Regions from separate parts of the Gossypium hirsutum genome. Here region 2 is linked to region 1. The links are chromatin contacts, called in public Hi-C maps. All regions are on one chromosome and are shown on one strand. The core of a region is the stretch at or near the end of the contact, and the rest is flanking DNA. Distances in the headings are between cores, read along the strand shown. Region 1 has its middle 5.9 kb from the start of LOC107958776. Region 2 holds the start of LOC107958836 (pentatricopeptide repeat-containing protein At2g06000).

The links. Hi-C and Micro-C count contacts between places; a contact is called where the count stands out from the background.
Region 2: a contact with region 1 is called in a Hi-C map of leaf, with 1.7 times the contacts expected there. The contact joins the promoter of LOC107958836 here to the enhancer-like site in region 1. A contact is called at or near these places in 3 of 34 Hi-C or Micro-C datasets (all in leaf).

The regions. Positions count from the first base shown.
Region 1 is chrA05:3,382,105-3,387,054 of Gossypium_hirsutum_v2.1, forward strand. No RefSeq gene overlaps it. Among protein-coding and RNA genes, the nearest start is that of LOC107958776, 5.9 kb to the left of the region's middle. Within about 2 kb of position 3,152, at least 9 of the 9 cell types and tissues checked have an H3K27ac peak or open chromatin away from gene starts, as enhancers often do. A contact at or near this core is called in leaf, where this site is marked.
Region 2 is chrA05:3,511,543-3,515,800 of Gossypium_hirsutum_v2.1, forward strand. It overlaps LOC107958836 (pentatricopeptide repeat-containing protein At2g06000), which reads left to right and starts at 1,501. Exons shown (of 3, transcript XM_016894733.2): 1 at 1,501-3,708; 2 at 4,056-4,063; 3 at 4,146-4,258. The coding sequence starts at 1,838. The coding sequence ends at 3,589. It overlaps LOC107958835, which reads right to left and starts at 796. Exons shown (of 2, transcript XM_016894731.2): 1 at 106-796. The coding sequence starts at 431.

The DNA.
Region 1 (4,950 bases), core at 1,902-4,401:
TCAGAAATGAGGTATTCTGATCACACAAATGTCGAAAACCTAAACCACCCTGAGCCCGAGGCTAACATATAGAGTCCCATCCCACTAAGGACATTTTAGTGTGCCCTTCAGTGCCTCCCCAAATAAAACTCCTGACCAATTTCTCAATCTCAAAGCAAACACCTTTCGGGATCATCAAGGATTGCATAAAGTAGTTTGGTATGGATAAGAGCACTGACTGAGCCAAGGTAATCCTCCCCGAAATAGATAAATTCCTCGCATCCCAATTCTGTAGTTTTAGTCTTACTTCTCAACAATAAAGCTCAATGTATTGCTAGTTATCCTTTCATGAAGGAGGGGTACTCCAAAATAAATGCCAAGTTTTTGAACTTCCTAAAATCTGAACATTCGAAAGATTTGACTGCGAATACCTCCTTCAGTAGACTTGGAAAAAAAGATATTACTCTTCCTACCACTTATTCTATGTCCCGAACTATCACAGAATTGCTCAAGAATAGAGTCCAAAAATCTAGCTTGTTCCATTTGCGCTTTACAAAAGATCACCAAGTCGTCAGCAAAAAATAAATGCGAGATCTCTAGACCGGTGTGGGATAACCGAATAGATTTCCACAAGCCACTATTCCTGTTAGCTCGAATGCTATGACCCAAGCCCTCCATACAAAGAACGAAGAGATAGGGTGATAACGGGCATCCTTGGCAAATTCCTCTACACGGTTTAAACTTTCGAGTAGGCACTCCGTTCCAGAGAATTTGCAAAAAAGAGGATGTTATGGTTGACATGATGACATTTCGTAAAAAAATAGGAATCTTAACCGCAATCAAAGCTTCATGAATATAATCCCAACTCACTATATCGTAAGATTTCTCCAGGTCCAACTTAATGGCCATCCAATTTCTCCCCAACCGTTTGCTACATATAGAATGAATAACTTCCTGTACGAGAATAATATTATCTGAAATGCTCCTACCCACAATAAAACCCGCTTGTTCTTGAGATATCAACTTGGGAAAAATCTCCTTAAAACGGTTAGCGATTACTTTCATTATCAACTTATAAAGGACTGAACACAAACTGATAGGTCGGAACTGAGTGAAATCTTCAGGGCTATCTTTTTGGGGAATAAGAACAAGCAAAGTGTTGTTGAGCTCTTATTCAATCGGACATCCAGCAAAGACATCTTTAGCCCAAATGCACACATCTTCTCCAAGGGTATCCCACTAACTTTGGAAAAAATGAGTGTGAAACCCATCACTACCAGATGCTTTCAAAGGCGCCATGTCAAATAACGCTTTTTTAATCTCCTCATTCGTGACAGCCTTTTCCAAAAACTTAATCTCTGTAAAAGTGAGGTTAGGGAAATCAAAATTCGGTCTACTACTCAAAAAAGGAGAGGACTCACCATAAAGCTGTTCGAAAAATTCAACCGCCTTTGATTGTAAAACATCTTGGTCAGAACACCAATCCCCATTATCCAAACGTAGACAAGTAATACGATTGAATTTTCTTCTCAGTATCGTGCGACTGTGATAAAACTTTGTGTTACGATCCCCCAGTTGAAGCCAATCGCAACGAGTTTTTTGCCTCCACAACAGATCCTCATGCTCCAACACATTTTCTAACTCATCACGAATATCCATCTCTTTTTTAGCTAAATGACTAGAGGGGAAATGTTCAAATGCCTTTTGGATGTTGCACAGTTCTCTCTTGAGAAGCCGTTTATGAGTGCCCAAAAAACCATACACATTCTTGTTCCAAATTTTAACAAAAGAAGTGAACTCACTCAAAGAAACAGCCATATTACCTGATAAATTCCACTTTTCTTTAACAAAGTTGGGAAAAGTGTTATGCAACGTCCACCCAGCAAGAAATCTAAACAGTCTTCCACTATCCACCTTAAACTCAAGATTAGTAGATAATAAAAGAGGTCGGTGATCGGACTTAATACGGGTAAAGCCCGGTCCAATCTAACAAAAGTATTTCCCTTTTGCCAAGTGAAGGGAGGCCCACAAAATCCTATGTCCTGCAATTCACAAGAGTCAAATTTTCCAAAAGAAACACATCGCTTACCAATAGTGTAAGGGCTCTTCTTATCCTCAGGAGACAAGATGGCATTGAAATCTCCCATAATTAGCCAAGGAATAGGCTGGGTTGGGGAGAAAGCTTTTAATCCTTCCCATAGAGATATTCGCTTCGATCTATCTGGACTTCCATACACAAAAAATATGAGAAACTATTTATTAGGAATAAAATTATCAACACCTAAAGAAATAAATTGCGGGTGATTTTTAATAATACGAATTCGAAGCGAATCCTTCCAAAGCACTAAAATACCCCCTGAAAAACCAACAGAATCCACCCAGTGAGAAAAATTAAACCCTAATTGTTCAATAATAAAATTAGCTTTTTGACCGCTCACTCTAGGTTCCACCAAACAAACTATATCAGGATTGTGTTCAACTTTATATTCCCGAAAGGCCCGAATAAATTTCCTGTTAACATACCCTTGACAATTCCATAAGAAAATTTTGAGATTTAAATCCATTAAAAAAAGAAAAGTAAGAAGCACAAATAAAATTCCAAAAATAATTTCAAAATAAACAAACTGCATAAAAGAAACAAAAGTCTCTTACTGTTCGGGGTTACTTACACCCCCAAGGTTATTATCAGCTTTGGTGAATGCTCCAAAATCCAAGTTTTCTTTCAAGAAAATTGCAATATTTTCAGCAAGCTGTTCCATGGATGTTTTTAACGATACTTTCTGAGAGCCTGAGTTTTTAAACCGGGTGTTACTGCCGTGAAGAGTTTTGCTATGCTTGTTGAGGTTATATGTTCTTTTAATTTTGCCTTTTTTTCCAAAGTCAGTAGCCTCCTCCTAGGGCAAAATCGAAAGAAAGTTTGTATGAGATGCACTTCTCCGGTGGGTTTCACTTTTATTTTCTAAAAATGTAACCACCGAATGTTTATCGGAGTCCAGATTCCCTACAGCCACCGTCACCACTTTGGGCTCATTTCCTTTCAAATTTCTAATAGGAGGGAGAGGGATCGAAGTTTCGCCTAGGTCTTTGTGCGAATTACTGTCGATAGAAGTGCTGAAAGCAGCTTCCACAGCAATAGGCCGCCCGTCGATTTCAGTAACAGCAAGGTAAGTCTGGGCTATTCCCTCCCGTCTGATCTGCTCTAACTGCTCTCGGGCCGTAGAAACACTCAGGTCCAAATCCGTGTTGGGTTCTTTTGAAATTTGTAAATAGGTATTTTGAACCGGGCTCGGTCTCAAAACAAGCCCAGTATTATTTTTATTACTCAGCCCAGGGTTCATACTAGAACCCACTCCCAGAGACTTGTTTGATTTGGCCTTGGCTGCCATTAAATTAGATTGACCATTGGGATTAGCCTCGGATTTATGACCCTGATTATTTTCATTAATGATCTCTTTCCCTTTAGAGTTTCGAACAGCACTAATGTCTCCCTCATTATTTTCTTTCATAAAATTGCTATTATTATGCCCAGTAATGCAGGAACCTTCCTTATCTTTCCCATAAAATCTGGCAGTCTTCTGGCCGTTATCCCTTGCTCTCCGTCTTAATTTCCTACAATCATCCATGGCCCGTAACTCTCGTCTTTCTTCTCCGATTCTTCTCTAGCTGATTTTGAATTTTCCGAACTCACCTCCGGCGACTTATTACCCTTCTCAGTCGATGACTCAACATTTCTAAAAGGACACATATTATCTACATGGCCATATCTCCCACAATTAAAGCAGATGGTTGATAATGACTCGTACTCCACCTTCTGCGTTCGGCCATTGATCAGAACTTGAGGAACCAGAGGTTTGTCCAGATTGACGTAAACTACCATTCTAGCAAAGCGACCCGGTGACCTACTATCTGTGTTCATGTCTAGTTTAACCACTTTCCCGACTAACTCTGTAACACCTCCTAACCCCAAACCGTTACCGGAACGAGGTTATGAGGCATTACCGGACATATCAGACAACTTACTAATAATTTACAATTAATATAACTTTTATGGTATAATATAATAATTGAGTCCCTATCTTGAACTCTCAAAGTTCAAGCACGTGTTAAAAGTAGAACGGAACTTGTTCGAATATTCTAAATTTTTTTTTTATAAAAATTTTGGTCTGCTTATTTTTACCTAAAACCTTCTGCAAATTCAAACTAAAACAACCAGCACCAATTTTTCACATTCATATAACTAATATTTATATCATTAACATAATTTCAACTTAATAACTATCATAGCATCATTCAAAATTGATTAAAAACTTCATTCATTTAACAACTTAATGTTCATGTATCAAAATATCATATACTTTTCTTACCATTTCATTTAACCATCTAAATCTTATAATTCAACCTTCACTACCCAAAGTAATATGCATATTCAAGTGACTATATAACACCTATGTACATGCCACCTTTACCCAAAAGAAAAATATACATCACCAAATTTGTGTTGGAGTCGGGAATGTTCTGGATGCTGAACCGGGACACTTGACTTCTACTAACCTGCGCACGGAAACAACCGTACGCTGAGTATGGATATACTCAGTGATATTACCATAATTCAAATTATATCAACAATAGTAAAAACATAAATATTAAAATACCTAACAATTAATGTCATATGTACTAATTCATAAATCAATGTATTTTCTCAAACTTAAATTTATATCACTTATGAATATACATTTCATACTTTTCTCTTATTATCACAATTCCAATTTCAATTCGTAATTCAATTTATTTTTCTCGTTTCAATGCCTCAAATTCACATTTCAATTTTTCACCATATTAACGTAACTCGGACTTTGGCGGATACACGGATCCAACCAAACACACCAATATGGCACCCAGTGCCTCATCGGATAGTTCGAAGTAATAGTTGACACCCAGTGTCTCATCGGCCTAGCCGAAGTAAAGTTGGTA
Region 2 (4,258 bases), core at 251-2,750, 130 kb after region 1:
TCTAGATTTACTTGCAAATTTCAACGAGGAATCGAGTTTAAATCAAAACCCATAAAGAAAAAACAAGCCAATTTTTTTTTTTTTTGAATGTTAAAAGTGGTTTACCTCAAAGGCAAAATCTCCTGTAGAGCATCCATTGTATCCAAAGGTCCTTTAAGCTGGCTTTGTACTTCAGGTTCCGGTGAGTCATCATCATCCGATGGTGATCCACCGGAATCATCGCTGTTCCTTCCTATCGACGACGAACTGCAAGACCCCGACTCATCATCGTCTCTCTCTTCCTCCTCTTCCTCCGTCGAAAGCAACCGCAACCTATCATCTCTTTTCTCCTCCGGCGAATCATAGACGGAGATACACTGCATCCCGTGGATAAACCCCGAGCGTCTCATTGAACTACTATTTTCATTATTCCTATCATAGACAAGCGACATCGTTTAGGGAGATGAAAAGGGCAGAGAAAAGCAAGGGAACTTAAACCCAGTGGGTATTAATAATAATATCTGGTGAAGTGCACATGGGAGATGGCGATATTTCCGCCATTCTTGATAACACAGAGAGAGAAAATAAAAAAATAAAAACTAAAAGAAGTTACTTTAATTTTCTACAGAAAAAAAAAAGTTAAATAGTTAAGTACTCAAAACCGAATAAAAAAAAAACGAAATTCTTTTTATCGGAAATTGTTGAGAAAGAAAAAAATGAATAAAAAAGATTATCTGAAATTCTGGATAAAGATACTTTGATTTTGTAAGAATTAAGAAAGAAAGAAAGGAGGCAGGACTATGTTGTAGGCCAGGATACAATGACTCGCGTTTGTTCTAGATTTTTATTGACTTTTACCTGACGTGTTCGGTTATGATTCACACTTGATCACACGATGTTGAGATTTGTGTCGATAGTGATGATAACGTATTTTTGTCAGTTGAATGAGTGAGTATTTAATTTTAAGACAACAAAGAAATATATGAAAAAGGTTTTTGCCGTTGATTAGGGAAGACTTTCACGTTTTCTAATAAAATTTTGATATTTATAAATTTAAGAATTAATCATAATAAAACAAAACAGAGAAAATCAGGTGATAATTGAAATTACTGTTTTCTTTTATCCAAATATATTGCAAAAAAACAATTTATTTTGGATTTGTCTTTTCACTCTTTTATACGAAATATATTTGGTGACAGTCTGCAACAAAAGAAAACGTGGCAACCATGCGATCAACTAAAGGGACACGTGCCGGTCATACTTTGGTCTTGATTATTGAGATTTTTTGTGTTTGTTCATTGACAGTTATCTTCGAATTTCGAGTTTAATTAGAAAATTGAAAAAAAATATTTTAATAGGCCTATAGCCAATAGGCCCAATATAAAAAACTCTTCTTCGGCTTAAGCATTGGCCCAATTGAGCTTCAATGGATCTAAAGCTCTGGACATAAAGCCCAAGACTTTGGAACCCATTGTCTCGTTTCGCTAGGATGGAGCAGTGGGAGCCAGCGACCTCTAACAAAGCTGGGCTACATTTCCCACAAGCGACGCTGAAAACCCTAATTTTGCCGTTCCTTTGCATCTAGCATCGAAATCCCCCCAATATACCTAACAGTTCTAAGATCTTTTTTTCCCCATTTTCTTGTTTTCTTATTTCAGATTGCTTTCGTTTATCCATTTTTTGGTTGTCAATATCAATCGTTTCAATGCTCAGTGATCATCCAATGGTCTAATTAAGTTATTGAATGCTTGAGATTTATCTGGGGTTTTGGATCTTTTTCTGGTAAGATATTTTATCGTTTAGTTTGAGCTATGGATCGATTTGCTATGGTACCGTATTTGGATTTCTCGCCATCTCCATGAAGGGTAGGGAGTTCTATCAAGAACCCAACTTTGAATCTGGGGTTCCCAGTAGAAATTTTGGTCATTGCCAAGAAGAGAATTTTGAGTATCTAATTAGGCCTAGATATGGTGTGGGGTTACATATGACCCTTTTTTCATTCACAACTCGTGCCTCAAGGGTTCGACCCGCCTCCAAGCTCTTCGTTCCTCAGTATCATATTCAATCTCACGGAGGATCTCACCCGCCAGGCTATAAAGATGTAAAGGTAGTTCAAAAGCACGAGGCTTGGTTTGTTAAGGTTGTTTGCACTCTATTTCTTTATTCCCAACCTTTGAGTGATCGCTCTCTGGGTTATTTGAGCAAGCATTTGTCACCGTTAATTGAATTACAAGTTGTTAAATGGTTAAACGATCCAGCATTAGGGTTGAAGTTTTTCGAGTTCAGCAGAGTTAAATTTAATATTACTCATTCATTTTGGACTTATACTTTGCTTATGAGATCACTTTGTAATATGGGTCTACATGAGTCGGCTAAATTAGTTTTTGATTATGCGAGGATTGACAGGCATTTGCCTGATGATACTATTGTAGGATTCATAATTTCGTCTTTTGCGAGGGCAGGTGACTTTGGAATGGCAAAGAAGTTGCTTGCTGAGATTCAGTCCGATGAAGTGGGGATCGACATTTTTGCTCTAAACAATTTGTTGAATATGATGATTAAGCAAAATAAACTAGAAGAGGCAGTTAGCTTATACAAAGAGAATCTAGGATTGAACTTTAACCCAGATAATTGGACATTTAATATTCTAATTCTAGGCCTGTGCAAAGCTCGGCAGGTGGACAAGGCTTTTGAGTTTTTTAATGATATGTGGATTTTTGGTTGTTTTCCTGATATTCTTACCTATAACACCATTATAGGTGGGCTATGTAGGGCAAATGAGGTAGATAGAGGTCACGAGTTATTGAATGAAATTCGATTGAGAGATGATTGTTCACCAGATGTTGTGACTTATACATCAGTCATATCCGGTTACTGTAAGTTGGGTAAGATGGGGAAGGCTTCTGCTCTTCTTAATGAGATGATTAATTCAGGAACGGTGCCTAGTGCCGTCACTTTTAATGTTCTGATTGATGGCTTTGGCAAGGTTGGAGATATGCTTTCTGCTAAATCCATGTATGAGAAGATGGCTTCTTTTGGTTGCATTGCTGATGTTGTAACCTTTACTTCCTTGATTGACGGATACTGTCGCAATGGAGATGTGAACCGGAGTTTGCAGCTTTGGAATACAATGAAAGTGAGAAATATATCTCCAAATGTTTATACTTTTTCTATTATTATCAATGCTCTATGCAAGGAAAACAGACTGCATGAGGCTCGTGAACTTTTGAAGGAGTTGACATGTACAAATATTGTTCCGAAACCGTTTATCTTCAACCCTGTGATTGACGGGTTCTGCAAGTCTGGGAATTTGGACGAGGCCAATTTGATTGTAGTGGAAATGAAGGAGAAGAAATGTTATCCTGATAAAGTGACATATACTATTCTCATTATCGGGCATTGTATGAAAGGAAGAATGCTTGAAGCAATTGGCATTTTCGATAAAATGTTATCAGTTGGTTGTGTACCTGATGATTTCGCCGTGCATTCTTTGGTATCTTGCCTTTTCAAGGCTGGGATGCCTAATGAAGCCTCCCGTGTTTCAACAATATCATCTTTGGATAACAATATTCCTTTGAGGATAAACAGAGTTGTGCCTGTTGCTGCTTAAGAGAAAAGCTCCGCATCATTGAACTCAGTCTGGTCCAGAGATGTTGAAAAGGGCCTACAGCATGCATCAAGTATCCAATTAAGCATATCCAGCTTGAAGCACAAATGACCTTCCATTAAGTAAGTCTCTTTTTTGTTTTCTTTTGTTCATGTCATAAACTTTTTGATCATGCTGTTTAAAAAACGTACTTATAAATAATACAATTGAATGATTTTCTCTTTCTCCCAACCAAGTGACTTGTCTTAGCTAGCAAGTCGATTGATTCAGTTGCCCCAGTGTACCATAAGGTTAAAAATAACATTTATACTCATTATATGAGTTCTAATCCCTTTCTTCAATCATGCTCCAAACTATATAACTAGTAAATGCTATTTTTAATAGATAAAGGAGAAGAGTGATGTCAAGTTGCATTTATTTTCTTCAACGATTATTCTTAACACAAATTTTCTTTTCTATGAGTTTGCAGGATAACAAGTAAGCATATTTCCTTGTATTCTGCCATTGCCTCTTTACATTATATGAGGGTGTAACAACATCTTAAATCTGAATTTGGTAGGAGACCATCACCAATGAATATTTTTCTTTGGCTTCAAATGCTGGATAATGCTATAGAAAACAGGCATGATGCTAGATGAGTGGCACGTACCACGGAGGTTGGCCCTTTGTCCC